Regions from separate parts of the Danio rerio genome. Here region 2 is linked to region 1. A link is a contact called in public Micro-C data. All regions are on one chromosome and are shown on one strand. Each heading gives the region's core, a stretch centred on a gene start, on an enhancer-like site or on the middle of the called end of the contact. The rest is flanking DNA. Distances are from core to core; before and after follow the strand shown.

Region 1 (7,297 bases), core at 3,208-5,707:
CAGATTTTTGACATCTTTTTGGACACTTTTAATGCTTCTAAACAGTTTGCTGCATTTATAAAGCGCCCTGTGTTGAGCTACTGCATTATGATGAGCTTTACCACACTGGACGGGAATCACAGGACTATTTTCTCCTGTCTATGGGGGATTAGAGAAATCAAAGGAGTGACTGCAGGCTGAAGGACAGATACTGCACTAAACATGGACTCAAGGGAGAGTAAAAGTACACATCTATAAAACTACTCCGTTCCAGTCATCTGAGTGTTGGTACTCAGTTACTCTACACCACTGTGCTGTCAGTGGATCCTCATCCTTCATCAGCACTGAGCTGAGCTGAGCTAGAGGAGTTAGAGTAATGCACAACACTGTAATATCTGCTGGATCATCAGTGAGTGGATCAGCGTCTCCATCAGTGCTGCACAGTAGAGCATCTCCTCCTCACACACTAGAGCAGACTGTGCGAGACATTGAGGGAATAATATGATTAACATCAGCTCCACATCTAACCATCAGGCACCTGTAGAGTTTATGTGTTCCAGTAAAACAGACACAGATAAAGTGGAGCGGCTGCGTTTAAAACTGATGACAGTGAACGAATGAAAGTCAAACCGGCGAGCTTCATCAGCTGGATGCCCTTCTGGGTCTTTCACTTACTCTGAAGACACTCCTGACGTACACTCACTACACTTTGCGCCAGTGAAATTGGACAAACTTGGGGGGCGAGTCCTAAATGTTTGAAAACCCCTGCACCAGAGGTGAAGAGGAAGTGAAGCAGCAGTGATGGAGCTGCTGTAATGAAGCACTGAAGTAACCCTTTCACTCCATATCTCCGTGTGTGTGTGTGTGTGTGTGTGTGTGTGTGTGTGTGTGTGTGTGTGTGTGTGTGTGTGTGTGTGTGTGTGTGTGTTTGTGTTAGGGCTGGACGATAAGGCAAAAATTTATATCATGATATATTTCTTAATTTCGGTTAATATGATGAAATGCCGATATCGATATGGAGAATATTAAAAACAGAGGGAAAAATGACCCAGAGCGCACACAATAGATGACTGTACCTGCAAATCTCTGCAAACTGAATATGCAAAGTGAAACTTTTTGTTTTTTAAATAAAAACAATACAGAACAATGATGTTCACTTTTTATTTGTATTAGCCTTTACAAGCAAGACGTGAAATAAACTAGTAAATAACTAAAACTCTCAGACTCGGCTCATTTACTTATAGAAATAATACATAGACAGTTCATGAAGGTTAGCTTGACCAACGTGAACAGAAACTTTTATCAGTGTTTTTTTGTGTATATGCTGAATATTTAATCAAAATAATACAGAAATCTTACAATTATGACATTCACATTGTAAAAAAACATAGAAAAAGATTAATAATTATAATAATAAAAAAAATCTAAGAGAGTACAGGCTATATTCATATCTGCCAAAGAAAAGAGAAACCCCCTTTAAGTGTTCGATCTGACTATTCATATTTGTGTGAAATTACCCAATTAAAAGGTTTAACATAAAATATTTCTTATATATTATATAGTCTATTCATATAGACTAATGTTTTATATTATTTTATACAACACATTCTCATTATTTGACAGATTTAATACCTCTACTAATCTCATTCTCTCTATTTCATCAGATTATAATAATAATATAATCAGATTATAATCACCAGATTCCTGATAAATCTGTCTGTGAAATTTCATGTTGTAAGTTTGCGCGAGTGCTGTAAACCAGCATGTAGCGAGCTTGTGTGTGTGTGTGTGTGTGTGTGTGTGTGTTAATTTGGCCGTTTATGCACAGATCGAGTTATGTATGTGCGTGTGTATGTGTGTGTGTATGCAGTATGCATCTAGTGTATATGTATATGCGCACGTTTCATACGTGTTTTGAACATTGGGCAGAATAGGTTTATATGGGTGTATATTGATAAGCGAAGTTTGATTTAAATCCTACACGGCGCCTCTAGCCATCTGTTCATATCCTTCTTTTCTGACTCTGCTGATTTCGCTGTTGGGAAGGTGGACGGCTTAAACCTTCAGGATGCCTCATCTTCTGGCTCTCAGTAAGTTCTCTCAGGGGGAACAGGTTTGATGTGTTCCCGCTGCTGGTCGGCATCTCTCCCGCACATTTTGCAGAGCACCGAAACTATACGTTTATCGAAAATTAAAAAGCCGAACCAGTTCCACACCACTGCACTGCTCTTTCCCCTGTCAGAAACTAATTCGTCTGCATTCTTACTTCTGCAAGCTTGCTCATTCACTTCTGTATTCAGGGCACACTTTCTGCGACAGAGCTGACCAACTGCTGTGCTGAGCGCCGGTAGCGTGTCTGTGATGTCACTTGTGTGATGACGTACATCACGCTCTTTCTGACGGCTGAGCACTGACCGTCACTCAGTGACATATGGCACAATGTAGAAGATCTTATAGATATAATAAAATACAGACACGCAAATGTCGAAATACCAGAACTCACATCACCGTTATTGAAAACAATTCTATCACGATATATATTGATATCGAATTATTGTCCAGCCCTAGTGTGTGTGTGTGTGTGTGTGTGTGTGTGTGTGTGTGTGTTCACCTTCATGGGGGCGAATATCCCCAGTCTGATCTTCTCCAGCAGGTCTGCAGCGTCGGCGGCCCACATCTGGCTGAACACCTCTGCTTTCTGCGGCGAGATGCAGATGTTCTCCAGCTGCTGTCGGAGTGACGCCGGCTTCACATTATGATACGCCGCCTGCAGACAGCATCACAGCATTACAGCAGGACACACACACACACACACACACACACACACACACACACACACACACACACTCCTCCTGCTCAGGGGCCGCTCACACTAACAGCCATCTTCCATCATCTACTCGCTCCTCACTTAGTTTCTGTCTGCTTGAACAACAAAAGAAGATATTTTGAGGAATGTTGGACACCGGTGACCATTGACTTGCTTATGTTTTTCCTACTGTAGAAGTCAGTGGTTACCGGTCTTCAACATTCTTCAAAATATCTTCTTTTGTTGTTTAACAGAGGAAAGACTCAAAGTTCTGGAAGAATTATTGATTAAACCCAAGTCTGCGCTCTATAATAACTGATGATCTGCAGCAGATGATCACACACACACACACACACACACACACACACACACACACACACACCTGCTCCAGGATGAAGGAGACAGTTTCCAGCAGCAGTTGCAGTGTGTGACGCTCCAGAGACAGAGCAGACTGAAGCTTCTCCTCCTCCTCCTGACTGAAGGAGCGCTCCTGCGCACACACACACACACACACACACACACACACACACACACATTATACACACTAATATCACACACATTATACACACAAATATTATAATATACACAAATATTTCACACTTACAAACACACACATTATACACACAAACATCACACACGCATTTTACACACAAATATTACACACACACACAAATATTACACACACACACACATTATACACACATATATTATACACAAATATCTCACTCACACACACACACACACACACACACACACACACATTATACACAAATATCACTCAATCACACACACACACACACACACACATTAAACACAAATATCACTCACTCTCTCACACACACACACACACACACACAAACATAATACACAACTATCACACACACACACAAATATTACACACACACACACATTATACACACATATATTATACACAAATATCTCACTCACACACACACACACACACACACACATTATACACAAATATCACTCAATCACACACACACACACACACACACACACACACTACACACAAATATCACTCACTCACTCACTCACACACACACACACACACACACACATTAAACACAAATATCACTCACTCTCTCACACACACACACACACACAAACATAATACACAACTATCACACACACACACACACAAACATTATACACAACTATCACTCTCTCACACACACACACACACACACACACACAAACATTATACACAACTATCACACACACACACACACACACACACACACAAACATTATACACAACTATCACACACACACACCTTGAGATGGAGCTTCTGCAGGATGCGGGTCAGTAATCTGGAGAATTTGCTGTTGTCGATGGAGTTGATGTGAGTGACGGCTGCTTTAATGCTGCAGAACACACACACACACACACACACACACACACACACACACACACACGAGCTGATGATGACTAGAGCTGTGATTATTGATTATTGACAGATGTTATTGAGGTGGCGTGTTTGACTGTGCCTCAGTCTCCCCATCAGCACACACACACACACTGTCAGCGCACTTTACCTCGGTGTTTCCGGGATTATGGAGCTCATCTTCTCTTCGGTAGGTCCGTTTGTTTTATTTTCGTGTCCAGAAACAGTCACTTCCTACCGCTCAGTCATATGACGCGTGACGCCAGCACGTCGCCCCGCCCTCCGTACAGCGTAATAACGGTAAATATGTGCGACGCAAATGTTAAAATACGAAAAAATAAACAGATTATAGAACTTGACGAGCAAATAGTTCCCATGGCCATCGCATTTCCTGCCTATTTTTGGCGCGCTGAAGCTGGCAGCGGGAAAACCGAGCGGAGTTCACCTCATTCAGACAGAAAACAGGAGGAGGAGTACACAAGTGTGCTGTATCACTGGATAAACTACTGTACTGGAACACCGCCACATTAAGCTATTATTCGATAAAGAGTCGTTTGTTTGTCTGTATGTTCCGCCTCAGGACTCAACTAGATAACAGAGTTAACTGAGCTTTCATGCACATGAGGGATATAAAACCTGCACTGCTACTATTCCTGATATAAGTGAAGAGAGGTCTGTGTTAGAGTAACAGCACTATTTACACTTCAGACATAAGAATAGAGTATTGGCTATCGAGATCTACACTCACCAGCCACTTTATTAGGTACACCTCTCCATCTGTTAACGCAAATTTGTAATCAGCCAATCACATGGCAGCAGCTCACTGCATTTAGGCATGTAGACATGGTCAAGAGGATCTGCTGCAGGTCAGAGTGAGCATCAGAATGGGGAAGAAAGGGGATTTAAGAGACTTCCAACAGGGCATGCATGGCTGTTGCTGCCAGACGGGCTGCTCTGAGTATTTCAGTGGGCGCAAATGCCTTGTTGAAGAGGCCAGAGGTCAGAGGAGAATGGCCAGACTGGTTCCAGCTGATAGAAAGGCAACAGTAACTCAAATAAGCACTCGTCACAACCGAGCTCTCCAGAAGAGCATCTCTGAACACACAACACGGCCAACCTTGAGGCGGATGGGCTACAGCAGCAGAAGAGCACACCGGGTGCCGCTCCTGTCAGCTAAGAACAGGAAACTGAGGCTACAATTCACACAGACTCACCAAAACTGGACAATAGAAGATTGGAGAAACGTTGCTGCTCTGATGAGTCTCCATTTCTGCTCACACATTCAGATGCTCGGCTCAGACAACATGAAAGCATGGATCATCCTGCCTTGTATCAGCGGTTCAGGCTGGTGGTGGTGGTGTAATGGTGTGGGGGAGATTTTCTTTGGGTCCATTAGTACCAATTGAGCATCAACGCCACAGCCTACCTGAGTATTGCTGCTGACCATGTCCATCCCTTTATGAGCACAGTGTCTCCATCTTCTGATGGCTACTTCCAGCAGGATAACGCAGCATGTCATAAAGCTCAATCATCTCAGACTGGTGTCTTGAACATGACGATGAGTTCACTGTACTCAAATGGCCTCCACAGTCACCAGAGCTCAATCCAATAGAGCAGCTTTGGGATGTGGTGGAACGGGAGATTGACATCATGGATGTGCAGCCGACAAATCTGCAGCAACTGTGTGATGCTATCATGACAACATGGAGCAAAATCTCTGAGGAATATTTCCAGCAGCTTGCTGAATCTCTGACACCAAAAAGGGGTCCGACCTGGTATTTGTCAGGTGTACCTAATAAAGTGGCCAGTGAGTGTGTGTCATTTGGAAACTGAATAAGCTTTTATTAATGTATAGTTGGTAATATCAGCACAACATTTGATCAAGATAAAACTAGTAGAGTTCTAAATCTAAATGTACAGAAACTCTGGCCACGCTGCTCTCATGGCCATCTATATTACTAATCAACAATGATGTTTTAATAAAGAAAGGAAATTATATTCAATATTCTGATGACTTTAATTAAAAATATGTCTAACAGAGTCTAATTAATCATGTCTAACAGAAGAGCTAGATTATTCTGCTCCTCATGGTCAGATTATTCTCCTCATGGTCAGATTATTCTCCTCATGGTCAGGTTATTCTCCTCATGGTCAGGTTATTCTCCTCATGGTCAGGTTATTCTGCTCCTCATGGTCAGATTATTCTCCTCATGGTCAGATAATTCTCCTCATGGTCAGATTATTCTCCTCATGGTCAGATAATTCTCCTCATGGTCAGATTATTCTCCTCATGGTCAGGTTATTCTCCTCATGGTCAGGTTATTCTCCTCATGGTCAGGTTATTCTGCTCCTCATGGTCAGGTTATTCTCCTCATGGTCAGATTATTCTCCTCATGGTCAGATTATTCTCCTCATGGTCAGATTATTCTCCTCATGGTCAGGTTATTCTCCTCATGGTCAGGTTATTCTCCTCATGGTCAGGTTATTCTGCTTGTTTAATGGACGTTCTCTTCACTCAGTATTTCTGAACACAGCACTGTATTTCTGCTCGTCTACAAGATGCTTCCTGATTTCGGAGTTTGTAGATATTGATCAAACAGCAGACGACAGACTTGGAGAAGAAAATAATTTGATACTTTATTCTGCTGCAAAAGGAAAAACATGCGGCACTTAAAAACCAAAGCGAAGCGGCCGGCGTAAGAAAGAGGACAAACCATATATAAATATACCTTCAGTACATACAGCTACATCAGACACACACGTACAGCATCAGGGAGAGCTTTCCAGTCTGGAATGTTTGATAGGCATGATGTTCAGAGCGCCTCACGCACACACGCACGCACACACACACACACACACACACACACACACACACACACACACACAAACACACACCTCCAACACTGCAGTGAGTGAGACACACACAGGGGACAGAAGAATCAAATAAATACTTCATTTACAGTCATCACACAGTGCCTTCGTCATCTGTGCAGTAACACACAGCCTAGTAAACACACACACACACACACACACACACACACACACACACACACCGCAGTGTTTACTATTTAAAAGACGGCAGGTTTGGCACTTTGATGCTGATGTCC
Region 2 (6,793 bases), core at 3,640-6,139, 150 kb before region 1:
ACGATGTTCTGATACTGAGATATAGCTGTTGATGAACGGTTGCTAGGGTACTCTGTTTTGTTGCTATGGGCGAGGTTACAGAGTGAACTTGAATGTGGTTGGCTGTCTAAGTCAAATGAACCAACCCCCATGTCTCTATGACACAGCTATACAAATAATATATTTGTGCATATACTGAATATTAGAGTAATCATAACCAAAGACAAAACAGGAGTTAATCTATCAAAAATAGACCACAGTCTCAAAATTAGTACACACAAAAATGATCATGAAAAATATTACATACAATTTTACTCAACAGGAAAAATCTAAATATTAAATTGTGACGAAAATAACTGTTTAATAAATCAGTTTTGTTTAATGTTCCCAATATTACTGTTTCTAATGACAATTTATGTTCATTTTTAAGAGAGTGTGTACTCATTTATGAACATATCGCAATGGTTTGCAATAAATGACTAAATTAATACAAAAGCATCATTGGGTGCCTGCCTGTAGCACACTGTCTGCAAGAGGCCTGTTACACAAAGCTGGTCTGGGGGTTTTTATGCAGGTAAGTTCAGCTTTGATCCAGTGAGCTGTGAGAAAAGTGTCTTTACATGCATGATATTTCTCATAATGATATCTCCTAATCTTGAACAGAGAAGTGAATTGTGCTGACTCGCTAGTGGGAAATGACTCTAACTCATGTGATTGGCTGATTGCTGCAGTCATGCGTCATTTGATTGGCTGGGTTCATATACTTTTAGTCAAATTTAAGAACTTTTTAAAGCACTTTACAAATCCGACAAATTACATAATTACAGACATACATTCTTCTTAATGAAAATGTTATGGAGTATTCTAAAAAAACAACATTTTGATGCATGTTTGCCCCAAGCTGAACACTGAGTTACTGTAATTTACTGTCTTAAATGTCATTTACCCCCATCTTGAATAGCTAATCTTTGATCTTAAATTTATATTTCATTTATATATATATTGTTCACTCATGAAACAGTTATCTCCATGCTTATATCTTGCAGATGAAAAAATCAGCCGGCAGTTTAAATTTGAGGCATAAACATATTTATTTTAAATTAAAGATATTTATATTAGTTTATCCTTATTACCAATATAAGTTATTATGTAGGCACATACAATTTCAAGCACTTTATCTAAAATTGAAGCACTTTTCAAACCTTAAACACTAGATTAAAACTCAAGCAGTTTTTAGGATTTCCACACTTACACGCGAAACCCAGGATTGGCTGTTTTCTGCATGGCACACATGACAGGGTTAAACACAGATTTTTGTGAAACCCCTTAACTTGTTCTTAACCTGTTGGATTAGTTTGGTTTGGTCGACCCAAAGCTTACTCTGCAACCCAGAGTTTGTTTAACTGGTTTTGTGCAACAGGCCTCAGGCAACATAATTAGCCAGAAGAGTGGACACGCCAGTTTATCCATCCAAATATCTGTGGCAACTTCAGCATGAATGATGAAACATTCATGAGCAAGCGATCACAACCGGTGACGAATGCAATAAGACAGCAAAGAAGTAAACTGATCATGTAAACTCAAATGCTTTCAGGTTGATATAACTATACTGGAGCAGAGTGGTGGTGACTGCGGCTGCACAATATATAGCTGCAGCATCAATATCGCAATGCGTGCATCAGCAACAGTCACAACACAGGATCTGCAATGTCAAATCTTCATTATAATCGACCAGGAGCACGCTTAAAAACATTAAAGTTACCAAAATCTTTATCATTTAAGTTTGATTTTTAATTATTCAGACATGAGAAATTACATTTCTAATTTTAAGAAAGATTGATTGTATTTAATTATTTATTTATACACACACACACACACACACACACACACACACACACACACACACACGAGGAAGACTATACACTAGGGCTGCAAATATTTGACATTGCACTACTTTGTTTATCTGCGATATATATTGCGACATGAATACAATTTGACCAGTTGTTTTAATAGCGCTATTTTGGAGAGAAATCTGGAATCTGGACTGACTGTGGGCATTTTGTAGGGCAGTGAATCATGGATGAAAAATTATTAAAGCTACAAATACTTTTTTTTGTGCCTGAATGCTTTAAACTCTTTTGAAATGCCTTTTAAACACATGTAAATAATCAACTTTCCCTCTGTTTTGGTTAAACTTTGCAGTTACTCCACAACTCTGGTATTCTGGACTGTGGTGCACAACATTACAGATCCTGCGATGCAAGTATTGCGGACACACACATTGAGATATCAATGCTGAAAAGATATTTTATCCAGCGCTACTACAGTGCTATTTTACCTTGGATTATTAAATTTGTGTATCTGAATATTGCAAGACCTCCAGATAATCATAAAGCACTGTGCATTTTATTTGAACAGCATCAACGCTCTGCTGTATTTAGCAATGTTTATGATTGGATTATTATATTGTTTTGTAGACGCAATTGCGTACAAAATCATCTTACTGTATCTAAACTTATGAATTCTTTCCTAATAGACCTCTTCATTTAATCTGGTGGAATTATACTTCGTATCGTAATATATATCGAAGAAAGAACGTCATCGCACAGCTTGTGGTGACAATCATTACTTTTATTTGAAAAAATGTTTGTTTACATTGTAAAAATATCTGGTTTGCCTTATGCAAAAGTAAAACATGGCTGTTCTTTCCTTTATAGTATATAGTAGTCTATATAGTATACACTGTACAACCCAACAGTCAACTTTATCAAACGAAATGAGTGTAGTTAACTCAAAATTGACTGAAAGTTAATTCTACTCATCTGAAGAGTTTTGAACTCAGTGTTGAAGGTAATGACTTAATTAAACACTTAATTCAACTTAAATGGAGTAAGTTCACAGTACTCATAGAGATTAGTTTTTCAACTCAAATCGTTTGCTGCAATCGGTTTCCTCAAACGGTTTGTGTTGCCTTAACCTATTGGGTTTTACAGTACTCAGTTGGTTTGAGTTCTCTTCATTTATCATGTAAATGATAAATTACTGTGCTCAAATTGCTCAGTTTACTCAAATGTAGTAAGTTCACAGTACTCATTAGGATTAGTTTTTGAGCTTAAATGGTTTGCTGCTATCAGTTTCCTTAAATGGTTTGAGTTACCTTAACTTATTGGGTTTTACAATGTAGTATTTTACTATTTTGATATCATTTTGTATTTTTTCTCTTGATTTTTTACTTGCATTTATTATATATTAACAATCTTCTTGTATCTTTATGCACCAAGGGTCTGATTTAAAGCAATTCAAGTTTATTTGTATAGTGCTTTTTACAATTATTGTTTCAAATCAGCTTTACGACAGGTGTATATAATTGCATTACAATCAGATTAAGTTATAGTTACAATTATATACAAGTTATTATATATAGTGTAAACATAGTAAGCATGCCATTTATTTACATATAGGTGATGTTTGTGTCTACTTTTAGAGTAACTTCATTTTAACTCTCTGTGTTTCTGTATAGTGAACCGCCACAATGTTCTGTTATACCGTTCTTAAAGTATGTGTACTATTTTTATTAACTTTTTGTTGTTGTTGCTTTTTAGAACAGCAGGATCTCCAGCGGAAAAAATATCAAAAGATGCCCTTTTAAATTGTAAAGAAATCAGTATTTTTAAACTAAAGAAGACGACAGAAGTCAACCATTCATTTGGATTATTCAGACTGACATGTTTACTGCTCCAAAACATCATAAATGTTTTAAAAAAATAAAATATATTGTTTTCAAAGGGGAAAAACATTTTGTATTTTACCCCAGACTTTTAAAAAGAATCTATTTTAGAGCGGTGATCACAATACCTGGATATTTTTACCCAAGGTTATACCATCAGAATCATATACCGGCCCATGCCTAGTGTGTCTGTGCATGTGGCAGATTTGACAATAGAGCTGACCTTGACTTTCTTCTCCACTAAATACCATCAAACATATGTTGGTTATCTTTGTAATATATTAAATCACATATTGAATATTGCATTATTTAGCAAGATATTGCGTTTTTCCACATTATCACACAGCCATAGTAGGAACAACCCCAGAAAGAGGCTCTTATATCAATAGAAATAAGAAATGAGTCTTATTTACAACAGCTAGAGGACAGCTGACATTCAGTGACGTGTCAGTCAGTCGGAAAGTCATGCAGTCAGTGATGTGTCAGTCATACAGCGATGTCAAGTCGGTTATTTAGTGATGTCAGTCAGATATTTAGTGATATTCAGTGATGTCCGTCACACACACACTCACACACACACACTCAGTCATTCGGCAATGTGTCAGTCAGTCACGTGATGTCCATCATAAATGACGCTGCTTCACTGTATATTAAACGTTTAAATCACTCATGTTCCTCGCTTTTCATCCAGTAGCAGATGTACACGTGAACTTTACTGATCCGTGTGTGCTTAATAAACAGAGCTTTATGACTCTGTGAAAGTATCCAGTCAGAGATCCCGCTCAGATCCGCTAGCACTGCTAACATCATGAACACTGACAGCTTTAACCACAGCATTTTATGACGATCCACAAAAAACAGCCTAAAGCCACAGTCCTGGAGCGTGTCAGCGATTTAACTCATTAACCACTCGATTAACGCGCGACTAATGAGGTTTCTGAGGAACTGTGGACGTTATTAGCCACGTAGCGTTAGCATGACAGCAGCCGAACATCAGCAAGAGAAACAGTCAGCGCAGCGGCGCGCCTTACCTTAGAAACGGGCTTCATTTATTCCCGAGCTGAAATATGGAGTGTGTTTCTCTCATTGTGAGAGATAATTAGGACACACACAGTGGTTTGGTGCTGTTTGAGTGCGGAGACTCTGCGCTGCGGCTGAGGAAGTAGAGCGCGCGCTGTATTCTGGGAAATGTAGTTTCTTTCTGAGGGTTACGCTGCGCGCGGAGTCACATGCCTCATTATTTACTTCAACAGCAGCTTGAACATTTACCGCGTTATAAATCTGTTCAGCGCGCAGCAGAGGGAATGAGTTTAGTCGTGTTTTGAGTTAATGTGTGTTCAGTGACGTGAGCTGGATCAACACTGATCTGAATGAGGACTTTATTAACTCATAGAGCAGAGTTTATCACACATTCAGTTCAGCTCCTCAGTGTTCCTCCAGCGCCTCTACAGTAGATTGTGGCAGCAGCTGAACACTGAAGTTCTAGTAAACTGAAGCTGTGTCAGTCCAGTGTTCAGAGCTGAAGTTCAGTTCTGTTCAGTGCAGTGTGCTTTAATCTTCACCGCTGAGAGTCCAAACACTGAAGAGCAGATCCATCCAACAGATCCACAAGACCCAAACCAAGCAGACCAGTGGAGAAAGTGGAGGAACAAACTTCACCAGTTGACCAAAGTGAAGGAGAGAGACCAGGCTTAAGCCTAGTTCACACTACAGGATTTTAAACATCAGCAGATCGCTGTGCCGTTCACACTACATGACTTGACTTTGTGTCTTTTGATCTCTGTGGTGTTCACACTACGCAACACTCTGTGAATGATCCACAAGAGGGGGGTCACACACTACATGATCTGACAACAACTCATTCCCCATCAGCTCATTCAAGCTACCAAACCACAGCCAATGAAATGTTGAGGGAGGAGTCAGCAGAAAAAGCTGAACACTATTGGCTGCTTGTGTGCTGATGACATCACTGACAGCATTTCAAGCTTTGGAGAAAGCATTTAAAAACATCGTCAAATCAGCTGATTTATCAGCGCATTAATCACTCATCTGCAGGTTCCAGTGGAGAGATACACAGAGAGTTTTTAATTTTTGTAATTTTATAACTCTTTGAAATAAAACTAACATATTTATAACACCCTGCCATTTTCTAACTATCAGTGTATTTCTTTCTGACATTGTTATTATTATTTTTATTACAAAACAGTAAAGAACTGAGCATTTCTGCCTTAAATTACCATACTGGTCAAAATGACTGCATGCATGTCTGATACTTTTCACTGTGACTTTAAATATGTGTGCATTTTTTTGCCTAGCAACTTCCTGCTAACATAAACAAAACCTTCTGATGGCAAAAACATCAATTTGCTTCAGATATCTTTAAAAACAGCAGATTCTGTGCTGTGAAATAGCTCCTGTTTGAAAGTGAAAATGAAAGCCAAGACCTTTAAGTGTTCTAGTATCTTAACTACATATTTATAGGCTGTATTAGCAAAAAAGATGATATTTTTAGGGTAACGGTGTCATTAAATATGATGCCAGACATTCAAAGCTTAATTTTAATATCTCAATAATAGCTTTGAATGTAAATATGTTGTGACAGTATGGCGTTTTATATGAGAACGGTCAGAATGAGCAGTATGGTAATTCTAATAGTTACAGAATTATAGGTCCACTGTTAATATATCCTCCTCTCATGTCTGTGCTAACGCAGAATGAAGCGAGTGCAGCGATGCCCATTCTGACCAATCACAGATGTTTCTGCTGAGCTCCTGAACACACAGGCATTCAGCTCATGCTGATCTGCTCTCTCATTGGCTGCAGCTCGTCACTACATCTGACCACACGTGGGGTTGAGTCGGCCGACTGCTCTGGAATATTCAGCATGCTGAATGTTGGATTTCCGTCTGCGAGGTGTCGGCGACGCGTCAGCGAGCCTCATTGATGCGTTGTTCAGTAGTTCACACATAAAGAGCGGCGAGCGCCGAGCACCCGCAGATTTCTTCCCGATCACAGCCCGATCTGTCGGCGAGCTCGTTAACTTCCACATCGGGCTCAAATCAGGCTTAAAATCCTCTAGTGTGAACT

The links. Hi-C and Micro-C count contacts between places; a contact is called where the count stands out from the background.
Region 2: a contact with region 1 is called in a Micro-C map of caudal fin, with 4 times the contacts expected there. The contact joins the promoter of dmxl1 here to the promoter of commd10 in region 1. A contact is called at or near these places in 9 of 18 Hi-C or Micro-C datasets (caudal fin, embryo, fibroblasts and 2 more) and 4 of 4 datasets of contacts at active chromatin or transcription factors (caudal fin, embryo, gastrula embryo and 1 more).

What each region holds. Positions count from the first base shown.
Region 1 is chr8:143,134-150,430 of GRCz12tu, reverse strand. It overlaps commd10 (COMM domain containing 10), which reads right to left and starts at 4,457. Exons shown (of 7, transcript NM_001017895.1): 1 at 4,342-4,457; 2 at 4,080-4,170; 3 at 3,168-3,275; 4 at 2,591-2,746. The coding sequence starts at 4,370. ap3s1 (adaptor related protein complex 3 subunit sigma 1) reads right to left here. Exons shown (of 6, transcript NM_001005964.1): 6 at 6,803-7,297. The coding sequence ends at 7,255.
Region 2 is chr8:295,672-302,464 of GRCz12tu, reverse strand. dmxl1 (Dmx like 1) reads right to left here and starts at 4,889. Exons shown (of 24, transcript XR_012383989.1): 1 at 4,738-4,889.